Regions from separate parts of the Macaca mulatta genome. Here region 2 is linked to region 1. Evidence: chromatin contacts called from public Hi-C data. All regions are on one chromosome and are shown on one strand. Each heading gives the region's core, a stretch centred on a gene start, on an enhancer-like site or on the middle of the called end of the contact. The rest is flanking DNA. Distances are from core to core; before and after follow the strand shown. Region 1 holds the start of SHB (SH2 domain containing adaptor protein B). Region 2 overlaps SHB (SH2 domain containing adaptor protein B).

Region 1 (7,603 bases), core at 1,347-3,846:
CAGGCAGAAAAACTAGAGGAGGGACATTCCCTTCCTCCTCTCTCCTGGCAAACAAATAAGATCCCTTTCCAGGCACCAGCTGGCAGGTAAGAGCCTGCCTCACTGCTGTCTGGACGTCCAGTCCTAAAAGGAACTCAGACTCTTAATCTGTCTCCCCCAGCCCAGGCCTGGGCAAAGGTTTATCTTTGGGGGAAGAAGGTGGGGAGAACAACAGACACGGACCAGGGCGCTGAGAAGGAAGAAGCTCTCCCACCGGGCCTCAGATTTAATCAAAACACTGCCTTCCACCAGAAGTAGACAGAACAAGTATTATTTTATGGGGGAAGGGAGGGCTTCACAGGAGTGTGAAGGAGGAGGAGGGGGCCTAGTCTGGCTGTAATTAACTCGTCTGCTTCAAAGGGAGGGAACTAGATGGCCTAATGCGTTAGGAAGGGGGTTGTCACAAAGTCCCCCCCCGTGTTCCTGGTACCGTATGGGGTAGGGTTGAGGTCAGGAAGGAAGCAGGTGAGGATAGGAGGGGTGGGGTCTCCTTCCAGCCGGGCCTGATAGGCTGACCCCCTCCCGCGCGCAGCGGCAGGAACTGACGGGTTCGGTGAGGAGCGCTCTTGGAGGCAGCGCATTTCAACCGGAAAAGCACGCATGGAGGTTCCCGGAGCAGCTCCGGTACCAGGCAGCCCGAATTTGGAAACCTGGAGCTGGGGGTGGGGCGGGGCGGGGCGGGGCGGGGCGGGGCGGGGCGGGGCGGGGCGGGGCGGGGCGGGGCGGGGCGGGGCAGGGCAGCCGCGAGGGATTTACATATACACGCTGGAGACAGCCGGTCCAGATCTGCCACCAAGAATGCTGTGTAATATTGGGCGAGTCCCTTCCTTGCTCTGGACCTCAGTTCCCCACCTAGAGCGTGAGCGGAGGGTGGAGGCTGGAGTAAGGGGAGTCAGGAGTCAAAGCTCTTTGAAGTCCTTGACAGCTCTGACTCTGACTTTACTCCTTGGCAGCCGGAAGGGCTGGCTGGGTCCGTCTTCCTGGGACAAGGCTGGGCCGGGCGCTCTCGCTCGGGCTGTGGGCTCAGAGAGGAGACGTTCTGGGAGCAGCGGCGAAAGCGGTGGTGTCAGGAGGCCGCCGGTCCCAGGAAAAGCGAGCGGGAGGGGGCAGAACCGGGGAAGCAGCACGCCAGCCCCGACCCAGGGTCCTAGGCCGAAGCTGAAGTAGGGACTCGACACCAGAGCGGTGGGTGCCTTGGTTTCCCCGTGCGCACCGTGGCTCTTTTGGTACCTCGGAAAGAGGCCAAGGGGCACCTTACCTTGTCCTTCTTGCCGGCCCCGCTCTCCTCCGCGGCTGAGGCGGCGCACTTGTTGAGCAGTTTCTTGCCTCCGCAAGCCGTCGGGCTCCAGGTGCGGCCGCCCGCGCAGGCGCCCCCCAGGGGGTCCCCGGCCCCGCCGCCCGCCGCGCTCTCCACTTTGATGAGGCGGTGCTTGGGGGAGATGTAGCGCACCTCGGCCGGCGTGGCGGGCCGCCGCTCGCTGCTGCTGCGGTAGAGGTGCGGGGAGCCAGAGGAGGAGGACGACGACGCGGCGGCCCCCGCGCCCGAGGAGGCGCAGCAACAGCCCGCGGCGCCCGACGCGGACGAGGCCGAAAAGGCGCGCTGCACCCCGCCTGGCTCCCCGCCGCCGCCGCAGTAGTCCAGGCGGCACATGGCGCGCAGTTTGCGCAGCGACGAGCCAGGCCCGTTGTAGGGGTCCTCGAAGTCGCGTTCCTTCTGCGCGCGGTAGGCGCGGATGAGGTCGCTGGTGCTGCCGCTGTCGTCGGGCAGGGAGCCCGAGGAGGCCGAGAAGCAGGAGGCGGTGGCCGGACCGCAGGACGCCGAAGCGGCGGAGGAGGCCTGCGGCACGGCCTGGGGGGGCTGCGAGGGCCGCTCGCCCCGGCGCCGCTGCTCGCGGTAGTCTGGCCGCGGCGGCTGCGGTGGGCTCTTGGTCTTGCTGTTGCCCAAGCTGAAGTACTTGTTTAGCCACTTGGCCATGGCGAGAGGCCGCCTAGGGCCGCGGCGTGGGAGCCCGGTCCGCCGCCGCGGCCATTCGGGGGGCAGCGCTGCCGCGCAGGTCCCTCGGCGCCCCGGCCCCGGCGGGGGGCGTCCGGGGCGCCCGCTCGCGACGCCAAGTTCAAGTTCTCGCCGCCGCCGCCTCCTGCCGGCAGCTCTCTGGCTCCGGCAGCTGCAGCACCGCCCTCCGCCTAGCGCCGCCCGAGCTAGGGATCTCGCGCCCCTCGTGGGCGCGTCTCATGGGGTCCCGGCCCACGGCCCGGGGGAGAGCGGAAGGTCCGAGCGCTACCGCCGCGGACCCTGTGGCCGTGAGCCCCCCGCCGTGGAGCGCGCTCCTGCCCCGTCGGAGCCGCAGCCTCCGCCTTGGCCGGGATCTGCGGCTGCCGCGGGAACTTCTCGGCGTCCTCGGCTCCCTTCTTCCTTCCTGCGAGCGCTGGGGCGAGCTCTGCCGCGCAGCCGAGGAGAATGCGGCCGGGAGAGACAGCGAGCGACGGAGGGAGGCAGCCGGCGCCCGCCCGAGCCCGCGCGCCCGTGCCCGTCCCGGCGGCGCCTGTCGCTGCCACTGCCGCCGCCGCCTCCCGAGCCGCCGCGTGTGTGACACTCAGGCCGCCAGAGCCCGCCCCGCGCCGCCGTCCCGCCCTCCCGGAGCCCGCGCGCGCCCCGCCCCCCGTCCGCCCCCGCAGACCCAGCACCGCCCACCCCGCGAGCCTGGCCCGGGGCCGCGGCCCAAGCCCCGCCTCCCTCGCGCCCGGGCCTGGGGTGGGCGCACCTCTCCGCTCCGGCACGCGCCACCTCCCGCGGCCGCCCAGGCGCCAGCACCAGGGTCGTGCCCCAGGGCGCCGGGGTCCCGCCGCGCAGCCGGCTCCGCCTAGCTTGCTGCTCGCCGCTGCCTCGGGCAAGAGGTTGCCTGGCGGAGTCTGCTACGCGCAGAGGCCAAACGTGTCCGCAGTCCTCCGGGACCCCGCGCGTTGTTCACTCCAAGGATCCCCCTGTCGGGGTTGAGGAGTGGGGGTGGATTAACACGGAACCTTTCTAGTTTACAGCGTGGCCCGTGTGGAGGAAATGCAGTGCCGAGTGTCCTTAGGGACAGACTGGCTGTCCCCCTTTTCCTTAAAGGGACAGACTCCGGTTCAGCCCCGTGCACCGGGTCTTCGGAGGAATCTTTATGCTAATGAGTGTATTAGCAGTCCAGATGACGGATGTGGCCGGGATAGGCGGTGGGAGCCGGGCCCAGCACCAATTCGAGAGCAAGTCTAGGGGAGGTCGGAATGTTTGCTTACCTTTTCACCTCTGAGGAAGTCGAGGCTTTTAGCCCTGTTCACTGCCAGCCTGGCGGAGCAAGTTGTGGGAACGTTTAATGCCTTATGTTGTAGGGGCTGGCAGGGCTCCATTTAGTACAGGAACTCGGCCGGGTGCGGTGGCTCACGCCTATAATCCCAACACTTTGGGAGGCTGAGGCGGGTGGATCACGAGGTCAGAAGTTCAATACTAGCCTGGCCAAGATGGTGAAACCCCGCTGTAAAAATAGAAAAATTAGCCGGGTGTGGTGGCAGGCACCTGTAATCCCAGCTACTCGGGAGGCTGAGGCAGAGGTTGCAGTGAGCCGAGATCGCACCACTTCACTCCGGCCTGGGCAACAGAGCCAGACTGCGTCTCAAAAAAAATAAATGACCTCATTTTACAGATGGAGAAACTGAGGCCCAGGGGAAAGTCACAAAGGTGGACTTGGATGCCAGTTCCTAAATCTGGTGGCACCACAATTATGTCTTTTCCAAGAGTCTCTTCTTTGCGATTTCAGATCATCCTTTGATTATTAACCAAAATTGGGGAAATAGGCCCAAGGAGTGGCCCAATTTGCTCAGTGTAACTTTTCCTGGGATCTGCACCTGGGGGAGGTGGCATGCTCCCTGTTGAGAGGGAAATGCTGCCTGAAGATGAAGTAGCTGCCACTAGTGCCTGGTGCTGCTTTGAATTTGCCTGGGCAAGCCCCAAAATGTGACTTAACTCTGAGATGTGGGCAGCTGAGAGCTGAGAAATTCTCTAAGAATGTTGATTTACTAAAACAATAGCCCGAATCAAGAATCTGCATTTGCTGTCCATCTATTATAGATGTGATTTGGGGGAGTCTGTTTTTCCGCTATCCTGTAGTAACAGCAGGAACTGTGAGGGCAGACAGCAAGGCCGGGGGCTCTTTTGATCACGTTGTAGTTCTGGCCACGCTGGAAGTGGAGGTCAAACTCTCAGTCTGAGACATTTGGACAGGGAAGACCTGAGAGCTGTTACTGCTTCCTCTCTGTAACCCACCCAGACTCATGCCTGAGGCCACAGCGCAGAAGTGATAGAAGCAGGACTTGAACTAGGTCTTATCCTGAAGCTGACCTCCGTCTGCTCAGCCACACACAGTAGTAAAGTGGAATTGACTTCAAATTTGTTCTTCCAGAATCAAGCTATTTGCCCTTTCCCTCCTTGGTCAGACAATACTGTCATCCTCTGTGGCCAATTGAATTTTCCAAACCCACTATGTCTCATAGTCACAGATACTGTCACCAACTACACAGCCTCTTCATTGCCTGAGATCTATTTACTTAGCATTTCACAGTAAATAATCTAAGGGGTGTGTGTGTGTGTGTGCGCACGCGCGTTTGATGTGTCTGGGGCACGCAGAGAGGACCCAGAAGTTGACCTGGCTAGGATGTTTATTTTGAATATACCTAGACTTAAATATCTCTGTTACCCTTTAAATTGCTCCTCTGTCACATTGGCACTTAATTATCTTGCATATAAGGAGGCCTCAGTAGAAAACCTGAAAGGCAAGGACATCCTTGTCTTAAGCCCCACCTTTCATCCAACCACAAATCCTCCCCAGCTACCTTCCTTCCCATTTCTACTTCTGAGCTCAGATCCTGGCAATAGGCCAGGCCATCTGAGACAAGAAAGTCCTCTCTGGAATCTGGAAGCTTGCTCCCTTCTTTTGCCTTGCACATGGAAGGGTTATCTCTGCCTTTTCCAAAGGTTCAGGAAGAGACGTTATATTTCGTAACTTATTTTTTCCATGTCACTTTCAGCAGGCCATAGGGTCGTATCCACTTTCCCATGTGATACCTCTGCTGGGGTGTAATTTGCAAGCCAGAATTATTGTAATGCTATAGTATTATGCCAAGAACGTCCAGAGCACTTGTGTATCTGCTCAACCCTTAGACACTCTGTATATAATTAACCCTCCTCAACATCCCTGCAATCTGGTGTTATTCCCAGTTTACAGATGGGGTAGCTGGCCTAAGGTGGTATTTACCTGAAGCAGGCAAAAACCACATGGGTGTTTTCCTTTAGGAGCTTGTAGAGACAACTATCCAAGACTCAGAGTCCGAAATAATCATTCTGAAGGGAAATAGAAAAAGCTTCCTAAGGACTATGCCAAATGGTTTAGGAAGGCAAACACTTGTGGGAGAAGTATTAGAGCACTATAGGAAGGAAGAGATGGACGGACTCTCTTTTCAGAGATCCAGCCACTCCATTTTAGAGAGGGCAGACTGGGACCGGTGAAGGGAAGAGATTAAATCAAGAGGCACAGCTAGGATTGGTCTCCAGTCTCTTGACATCACAAACTCAACATTGTCTGATGCTGTAAATTGTGTCCATCATTTTTGGAATTTTTGCTTTTCATGTCCTCCTCCAGTCCCATCCTAGTTTTCTTATTAGAAAGGTTGAGTTATGGCCCTATTTCTGTTTCTGTTCTATCTTAGCCTATCACTTTAGAACAAGAGCCCCTCAAGCTGCCAGGGGCATGGTGTCTCCTTTGCTGCGCCTCTTTCCAGTATCTGGAGGAAGGCTGTGCCACTTGTACAGGTCCAGAAAAAGAGTGCCACCACCAACCCAACAGACTCATCTACTTCTTCTTCTTTTTTTTTTTTTTTTTTTTTTGAGATGGAATCTGGCTCTGTCACCCAGGCTGGAGTACAGTGGAGTGATCTCAGCTCACTGCAAGCTCCGCCTCCTGGTTTCATGCCATTCTGCCTCAGCCTCCCGAGTAGCTGGGACCACAGGCTCCCACCACCACGCCCAGCTAATTTTTTTGTTTTTTTTTTTTTTTTTTTTTTTTTTTTTTTTTTTTTTTAGCAGAGACGGGTTTCACTGTGTTAGCCAGGATCGTCTCGATCTCATGACCTCGTGATGCACCCGCCTCAGCCTCCCAAAGTGCTGGGATTACAGGCGTGAGGCACCGCACCCAGCCCTTTTTTTTTGTTTGTTTGTTTCTTTCTTTAGAGACAGTGTTTCACTCTTGTTGCTCAGGCTAGAGTGCAATGGGATGATGTCGGCTCAACACAACTTCCACCTCCTGGATTCAAGCGATTCCCCTGCCTTAGCCTCCTGAGTAGCTGGGATTACAGGCATGCACCACCATGCTGGGCTAATTTTGTATTTTTAGTAGAGATGGGGTTTCTCCATATTGATCAGGCTGGTCATGAACTCCGACCTCTGGTGATCTGCCCATGTCAGCCTCCCACATCAGCCTCCCAAAGTGCTGGGGTTACATGTGTGAGCCACCGCACCCGGCCTCATCTACTTTTTTTTAGATAACATTATTCAGTTCTGTCCATTGAATGGTAACGTCAGTCCCCTGTCTGTGTACCAGGCCCTGGGGGATGCAGAGATCATCTGAACCACAGTCTGTCACCAATAATTATACAAGGCAAGACGAGAGAAGTGCAAGACAGAACAAGGGACAAAGAGCTGTGGGGCTATGGGGAAGGGAGATTTTAATTATGAGACGGGGTAGATCATAATGGGTTCTTAGTAGAGGTGATATCTGGTCTGGGCCTTGAAGAGTGAGTAGCATTATGATATAGTAGAATTAGACAAGAGAATTCTACACAGAGAGAGAGGTGTAGAAGCCACACATCATGAAAGGCATAGAAGCAAGAACATGTGGCAAACCACTTGGGCCATAATGAGTTTCCAAGTGGAGTGGGAGTAGCTGAGAATCTGTGAATGCACGGAATGGTGGGTAAGGGTAGAAAGGTAGGCTGTACCCCATCAGGAAGAGTTTTGAATATCAAACTCAGGAGAATTTTTTATCTTGTAGGCAATAGGGAGCCACTGAAGGTCTTTGAGCAAGGAAATTAATTACCTTATGTTTTCTGCATTTTATAAAGATTATTTGGGAAGCAGTGTGGAAGATGTATTTCTTGGGGAGAGACAGAAAGTAGGCAGAGCAGTTAAAGGAACATTAAGGAACCAGAAAATGGTGCATAGAACAGTAGCTAGTGCACAGAAGGCACTCAGTACTTTTGTTGAATGAATAAATAACGTTGAAGTAGTGAAAGGGTGTTAAGTCATTTTAGAGGACAGACTCTGCCTGACTCTCAAGTCTTTGCCTTTGGGCCACTTAGTGAGTGGTGACCAACCACTTCCCAGTGAAAGGTGATGCTGCAGGAAGGAGAAGGTGGCTGACTTGGCATTAGCTACCTGTATAAACAGCTGTGAGGGTCAGGGCACAAGTCTGAGCTGGAGGTATAGATTTGGGAGTTACTAGAGCTCAGTAAAGATCTGAAGCCAAAACCTCTGTCATCC
Region 2 (7,603 bases), core at 3,384-5,883, 150 kb before region 1:
CAGCTCCCATCCTGTAAGCTGGCTCCTCTGCTGGCCTCTGTCCCTGAGGGGCTCAGAAGGTTGGGCCTCCCAGGGAAACTTCAGGAAGATGAAGGCCGGGGACAGAGGGAGGGTCCCAGGAATACCCTAAGAGGCCAAGTCAGGGCCAGAGGGTACAGCTGCCAGCTTCCACTGAGAGCCTCCCAGAGCCTTTCCTGAGGAGCGATCTGCCCGGGAAGACTGTCCACAGAGAAGGACCATGAGGTGCGGCCCCACCCAGCAGCCTCAGGAAGTGGCCGGACCTGAACTTGCCAGGGTGAGAGGTCTCACCCTCCTGCCCTGCCGGAGGGTTGTCCCCCCACTTCCTCAGCCTCTCATGGACCTCCTCTGAGGATAAGCCTTGGGGTCCAGGCTCCTCTGTTTGGACAAGTGCCAACTCCTCACTCATCTTGTCATTTCCCACCTACCCTCCCACTCCCCAAAAGGAAAGCATGAATCCTTCCAGGGCATTCCCGCCATCCTCCCTCATTGAGGGATGCTCTAGGAAATGCCAAACACGCAAGGAAAGGATTGGCTTCTTTAGGAGACTAGACCCAGGCCACAGCCAGCATGGTCTCCATGAGGGCTGGGCCACATGGACTGCCAGACAGGACCCGGGAGGACGACCCAAGAGGCGGCTGGTCCCTAAAGACGGGTCGCCAAGGGCAGGGCTTTGCACAAACCGCTGAAGTCTGTGCAGCTACCTAAAGGGGCAGGGCTCTGTCCCAGCTCAACACGTGGCCTTGGCGAGTCCTCCTGTGTCTCTGCATCTCAAAAGTGAGCTGGAATCACCTCCAAACAGTCTCTAAAGACATGAGCAGTGCTGATGTCGGAACCTGCTGATGACGTTCAAACTCAGCCCCTTGTGCTCTGCCCAGGTGGGCCAGGGATGACAGTCGTCAAACTTCCAGTTCGTTCAGACCAGCTGGTGCCTGGCGAAGGCTCTGGAACCGTGGTATCTCATTCAGGAGAGGGCTTCATGCTGCTGGCTGGGTGGAAAAAGCAGGAGAGCTGAGAAGCACGTAGCCTCATCGGGGCTGCCTGGCCTGTGTGGGAGGACCCTGCTGCGGCCAGCAAGAGAGGGTGTGTGTGTGTTTGTGTGTGGAAGCAGTGTGGACCACTGAGGGCTCAATGTCCCTGGGGGGTCAGGATTCTGCCTCCTCCATGGGCAGAGTGACAGCAAGGCCATGCAGAACCAACGAAAGAGCACCGGCTGCAGAACCGCTCTGCCGCTAGTGAGCTGTGTGGCTTTGGGCAAATGACGTTCCTTCTCTGTCTCCCTTTCCCTACATGTTAAATACCTCCCAGGTGGCACTGACAGACAGTGGGGACAGAGCCCTTTGTAGCCAGCTGGGTGCTGTGTCCGGGGGTTGGGGGCGTGTCAACACAGACATCCCACTGCAGGAGGGAAAGACCGGTTGTTTGATCAACACTGGAGGCTCCTGACTGTCCACTGCTGAAGCCTGAACCCTGAGCTCTGGGTTGACTCCCAGAGTGCTACCGACTGCCTCAGCCCAGTTGCCAGAGCAGATGGCTCTGGTGTCCAGAGCTGCTGAGGACTGGAGCTGAGGCCTCGGCCTCCCTCCCCTCCCTGGGGCCTGCCACAGCAGGAAGCCCAGAGGAGACACACCTTTCTCTGGGAGTGAAACCAGTAGACAAGCACTGACCCCTCAGAGACCCTCTGCAGTATATCAAAAAAGGATAAGGCTATATATTAAATGACTATTTTATTTACATACCCTATTCATAAATAATTGAATCCTCTTTTTGACTGCACAATGATTCCTTGAAGATCGCCTAACGATTACACTGAGTGACTACAAGTAGATCAGCGGGCTTACCCATCTGTGTGTGACCACATTCTCACATCTGTACTCACGCACACACTCACACAGACACACACACACACACCAGCGGGGCGGAACGCCAGTGCCTCCGGGACTCTCAAAGCACCAGCATTTGGCTCCCAGCATCCGTTGGGGGCCCCTGTGGGAAAACTTTGCCCCATACACAGGTGTGAATTCGAGACGGCTGGAGAACAAAGAGATGTCAGCCAGGGAGCTCCCGCCCCGCCCTGCCCCCACCCCTCGGAGCTGGTCTGCCTTTGTTCATCCTGGAAGGCATCTCTTTGGATTTGCAAATATTTTAATTCACAGAAACTCAAGGAGAGGGTGGGGGTGGGGGCTGGGGTGGTGTGTTGGCCGCCCCTCTGTCTTTATCCAGGCCTTCTCCAGCCCCCGTAAGTGGCAACAGCATTCTAGAGACATGCAGTGGTGTGCTAGTACCATACACACAACACAAATGACACAGCCAGCAACAGTGGCCGGGCTGGTTGGTGGGGGGCCTCCGGCACCTCCAAGTCTCAGGCTCTGTCACAGAGCAGGGCAGGTCTGGTCCGCTCACAGGGTCCTCACAGCCACGGGGTAGAGGAGGGACAAGTGCTCGGCCCCTTTGATGGGTAGCTTTCTGGTGGTGTAGTAGTGGATGACTTCCGGGACACTGTCGAATGGAGGGCTGTTCTGACCCAGAATGTATTTCTCTTTGGTTTTGGCCAGTTTCATGTGCATAAAACCCTGGTTGCTCCTGTGAACAAAACACAGAGGTTATCAGAACTACCCCTCTGACACTCAGGCTAAGGCCAAGGGACTCCTCAGCTGTCTGGGACAGAAGGGATCCCAGCCATGAAGTGGCTGGGAGTTGCACCTCTCCATGCCAGGGCCAAGGCCCAGGACCAGATGAAATGCAGCTGCACCCAAGTGCACCCCCAATTCCAGCATCTGACCCAGAACCAGCAGCACGGCTGGTTCTGCTGCCAGGCTACAGGAGAGCATTCCAACACTGAATGATTCTAGGGGCTTCTTCAGAAAAACAAAACAAAACTTAGTCCCTCTTTATACTACTAGTGCATATCCCTGTTTAAGCCTTGCCTGACAGGTGCAAAGTGTGTTCATATCCCCAATGCCATGACAAGTGGGTAGGGCAAGGGTCATCACCCCCAGTTTCCAGAGGAGGAAATTGTGTGGCAGAGATGGCAAGTGATCTGTCCTTCCCTTTCAGTAGTAGAAAACTGTCACTGGGAAGGGGCCACCCAGCCAGGGACTACATTTCCCAGCCTCCCTTGCAGGCAGTTACCCATGTGACTTGGCTTAGCCAATGCAATGTGGGCAGAAAGTCTGTACTACCTGCCCTCTGCATCCTTCCCTTCTTCATAAACCCTGTCTCTCCCAAGGTCCAGCCTGTGTTGTCTCTGCTGGGTGGTCTTCCAGGCTCCCACAGGCAGAGCTCCTTCCTTCATCTGGTGGCACTGAGGACACGCGTGCCTTCCTGAACTGCAGGTACTTAGCCACCATCCCAGCTCCTCTGAGCATGCCACGGAGCAGAGCCCAGTCTATGTCCACCATGCTTGGCTTCAGACTTGCCTGAGAGGAACCTCCTGAAGTCTGCTCAAGGAAAAGCAGTGGGGTGGGTTCCTCAGAGATCAGAGCAGAGCCTGTGTGCTCAAAGCCCTTGGAGCCCACCTGCATCTGCTCACACAGAGCCAAGGCCATGGTCCTCCCACCAGCATTTGCCTGGCCCCAGCAGACCTCTCCCAGCTCTCGCTGGGGCTGCAGCCACACTGGACCCCTCACCCCTCCACCAGCCTGCCTCGGTCCAGGCTGCCGTCTTCCTGCCTACTCAGTTCCACACCTTTTATGATTCCACTATGATCCTGCCACCACACCTGTGGATGCTTTAGATTTTCCAAAGCACAGTTCACTTTATCGGGTGTCTGTCCCTTAGGTAGAAAGCTGGAGCTTCTGACAAATCACCTGCCCCCATCTCCACGGCCTCTAGAAGACTCCCCCAACCTGAGCTCCAAGCAGACTTGAAGGTTTGCAGCCTTTCCACTCCAGCTCCGCCCCTCGCCACTGTCGCTCCCACAAGGCCTCTCAGGGCTTGAACACATCTCTTCCAGTCAGGACTGGGCTTCCCAAGCTAACGAGTGCCCGCTCTATTGACACCTTAACTTGGGCTCCAGGACCATTTTCAAATGGGCAGAACAAATGCTTAATGAAGTGCGAGCACTAAGCAATATGTCTGCTTATAATAATGTATTGAGAGATGTCACCCTCAGCTTAACAGAAATCGTTGGGAGAGCAATTACATTTCAAGAGAGAATAATTCCTGTAGAGAACTGAAATTTAAATCAAGATTTTTTTAAGGCTGGCAATGTTCTAATTACAGAGCCTGTGGCAAGTTCTGCTCCTCAGTGAAGGGTCATTTCATTGGAGAATTGCCTAGACACGTCTGAGAAGCAGGCGGCGCACTTGCTTAGGCTGCAGAAAGGAAACGGCGTGTATATGACAAGAAGAATGTAAAACTCCATTCCAGTGAAGACTCACCTACCCGCCACGCCGAAGAGACCACAGATCTGTGCCAGCTTGGAAAGGGCTGTGATTGCTTAAATAACACACTGAAACTGCGTGGCTGAGAAAACAGCAGAAGAGTTAAAAAGCTGAGCTCTCAGAGCCACATGCCCAGCTTCGCCTGGAGAACGGGTGTGGGCGGGCGAGAGAGCAGGGCTGGTAAGAAGGGGCTGCAGGTGCCAGGGACACTCAGCAGGGAGGAGGGTGTGACCCTGGGCACATCATTCCCCTCTACGTGCATGCACTGAGTGGCCTTATGTTTTTGGGGTGCTGGACCAGCAGGCTTTGTGATTCTCACAGATCTATGCCTGGGGGACAGAGTGGAGGAGGTGTCAGGCAGACGGTCACGGCCGCTGGCGGGAAGAGTCTGCCAGTGTGCAGGTATGAAGCTGTAGGGGAGCGAGCCAGTTTCATTTTCAAAGTTAGGAGAGTAACTCACATGGATGAAAGTGACATTTCACACTAATTTGTTCTACAGCATCGGGCAAGGGATGTGGACAGTGACGGCGGCAATGGCTCTCACAGTCTGAAGCAGACGCTAAGCTCCTCTGTTCACAGGATAGGGGCTTAGAATGGCCAAGGTACGATGTCCTCTGTACCTTGGCTGCTGACAGATAGCGAGTTGGGGCAGCTGCCAGGCTGAGAAGAGTCTAGACGTCCCCTGGAAGTCCCTCCTGCCTGTCTGAGCCTGCTGTTTATCCCCCCCCAACACACTCCTATTTCGCTTGTGTAAGCACCCACAAGTTTACCACCTTGAGCCAGGCTGTGCCAATGGGGCAGGCTGGTCCCGAAGCTCAGAGACCAAGGCAGAGCTGGGACCAGCACTTGGGCTCCATGAACCCCCAGTCTGAGGCCTGACCATTCTCAGGCAGAGGGAGAAAGGCACGCTCACATGCTGACCCTCCCGGGCTCAAGCACTGCACCCCGTGGGTTCCCTAGCCCTCAGGCTGTCCTTGTGCCTTGCTGGGCTCTGTCCCTTCTCCCACTGCATCCACAGGGAGGCTGACTAGATGACCCCGGGGGGTGCTTCCAGCCCTAGGTCCTGGATTCCATATGTGCAAAACATAATCTGCTGCCTACCTGCTGAGGGCTTCCTGCAGGAAGGGGTCTGCAAGCAGCCTGACACATTCCCTCCACCGCTGCCCTCATCCCCAGTCCTGCTTTCGCTGGGGCATCGGCCAGGATTGCCTTCAGGGACAATCCTTCCTATAGGCCAGGCTCTATGTGTTTAAGCACCGAGGAGCAGACAGGGGAGGTGTCCGGCCCAAGATCACACAGTGATCATCAGCAGCCAATGTCCAGAGTCAGTGCTCCTGACCTCAGCACTCCCCAGACCTAAGAGAGGGCCTCATGTAACCCTCAGTGCTCCACGTGAAGCCAGGCAGGGGGGTGGGTGAGAGGCGTCAGACCCTGAGCAAACATCCCCTCCACGCTGATCTTCCGCTTCCACAGCGCCCATGGTGCAGGGCTGACAGCAGGTCAGAGACAGCAGAGGGGCTGGGAGTAAAAGACAATGTGTGGCACCCACGCAAGGGGCTGTGCCGAGGATTGGGAATGACATGTTCTGATTGGTGGAGCCCCCAGGACCGCCCCCCAGGGGTCTGAGGTCCCGAGACTATCTGCCAATCCTCGACCAATGCAAGGGTCAGGTGACGCCTTGTCCACACACAGCCAGGAGACATGCTGTGACAATACATTCTCATTGGTTAAGGTCCCCATGAGGGAGATGTCACCTAACAGTTGAAGATTTAAAAGCAGCTGCCAGGAGTGGCTTCGCTGACTCCCACCTTCACACAAAAGGAGAGGCGAGCATGAGCAAAGGAAGCATGAGCATTTCTGTGGAGAACAGAGGGGTACATCAGGCAAGGAGTATGCCCAGGGATGCGTGGCTGCTGCAGACAGCATGTATTCTGAGCTGCAAGCAGTCTGGGGGTCACCTCTCACTCCCCTGGGGTACTGTGGAGGAAACTGAAGCCAGACAGTATACTACCCTGGCCCAAGGTGCACAGCAAGGCAGGCTGCAGGTGAGCCCAAAGCCCTGGTCCTGCATCCCGAGCCAGGTAAGCCGGGCTCTGGGCCACACCTCCTCCCACCTTTCTTCAAGGCAGCGTGGACTTCCGCACTTCAGCACCATCGCGGTTCAGGGAGGACACTGCCCCCGGGGAGCTTCAACAGTCTGCTGTGCCTGCCAAGCTCCTGCATCAGCCCCGTCTCCTTTGACAGGACATCTTGCGAGGGCAAAGTCACAATGAGAGGTGTCTCTGGTGGGTGACCTGTCTAATGAGTCTTGTAAGGCTGGCAGAGGCCGGGGTGCTGGAGCTGTCACAGGCGTTCAGATGGCTCATTATCATCACAAAAAGCACCTCCTCATCATCAGGATTATCAAACGTGCCGGGCACGTAGGGCTAATAACAGGCCCCACCTCGCAGCGCAATCACGGGCTTTAATAAAACATTACTCAGCCTGCAGCTGCCGGCCGCTGAGCAGGGTACGAGGCCTCACCTCTCGCTTTTAGACCTAATTGCTTGATGCATATTTCATGAAGAATCCTGAGTAATAGTTATGTTAAACCGCTTCTTTTCATGATGAAATGACTTAAAAATACTTGCATATAATATTTATGCGGGAGAAGGATGGAAATTGGCCTTTGGGACTAACACGTGGGACCCAGTTACAGGACTCCAGACACAGAGGGGATTTCTGGTTTACCTTAGCTTGAAAGGTGTGTAGGGAGCTGCTGTCCTGACCCAGATGTCCTCAGAACATTAGCCCTCAGGTCAAAACCATCCAAGGCTCCCCATGGCCAAAACGGATGTAATGACATCCAGTACTTCAAGAGCCCCTACTGGGTACTGGGCTCTGAGCTGAGCTGTTGCCACATATTCTCTCATTTAAACTGCAGAGCAAAGCTGCTAAGTTGTTAGAATGATCACTATTTACAGATGGGGAAACTGAGGCTCAGGAAGGTTGTGTCTCATGGGACATGGTAGGGCTAGGATTTGAACCTATGTTTGCTGAACTCCAAAGCCTGGCATTCAGGGCCCAGAAGTTCCCACCACAGCCGCATCTTCCTCTGCTCAGCCACCCGCTGGCCTCTTTCTGCCCCAAGATCTGGCTTCCCCGCAGCTTGGTGAGAACTGGAGGCTGAGAATCCTGCAAGCCCACTGTGATGTTTCTCA

The links. Hi-C and Micro-C count contacts between places; a contact is called where the count stands out from the background.
Region 2: a Hi-C map of cortical neurons shows a contact between it and region 1, with 4 times the contacts expected there. The contact joins the enhancer-like site here to the promoter of SHB in region 1. A contact is called at or near these places in 8 of 14 Hi-C or Micro-C datasets (CD4 T cells, blood, cortical neurons and 4 more).

The regions. Positions count from the first base shown.
Region 1 is chr15:61,523,008-61,530,610 of T2T-MMU8v2.0, reverse strand. SHB (SH2 domain containing adaptor protein B) reads right to left here and starts at 2,596. Exons shown (of 7, transcript XM_077965687.1): 1 at 1,298-2,596. The coding sequence starts at 2,014. The region is part of intron 1 of LOC144334622 (a long non-coding RNA gene); the gene reads left to right.
Region 2 is chr15:61,671,436-61,679,038 of T2T-MMU8v2.0, reverse strand. SHB (SH2 domain containing adaptor protein B) reads right to left here. Exons shown (of 7, transcript XM_077965687.1): 7 at 1,731-2,601. The coding sequence ends at 2,418. Among named protein-coding and RNA genes, the nearest start is that of SLC25A51, 32 kb to the left of the region's middle. Within about 2 kb of position 4,633, at least 6 of the 40 cell types and tissues checked have an H3K27ac peak or open chromatin away from gene starts, as enhancers often do. A contact at or near this core is called in cortical neurons and fetal cortical plate, where this site is marked.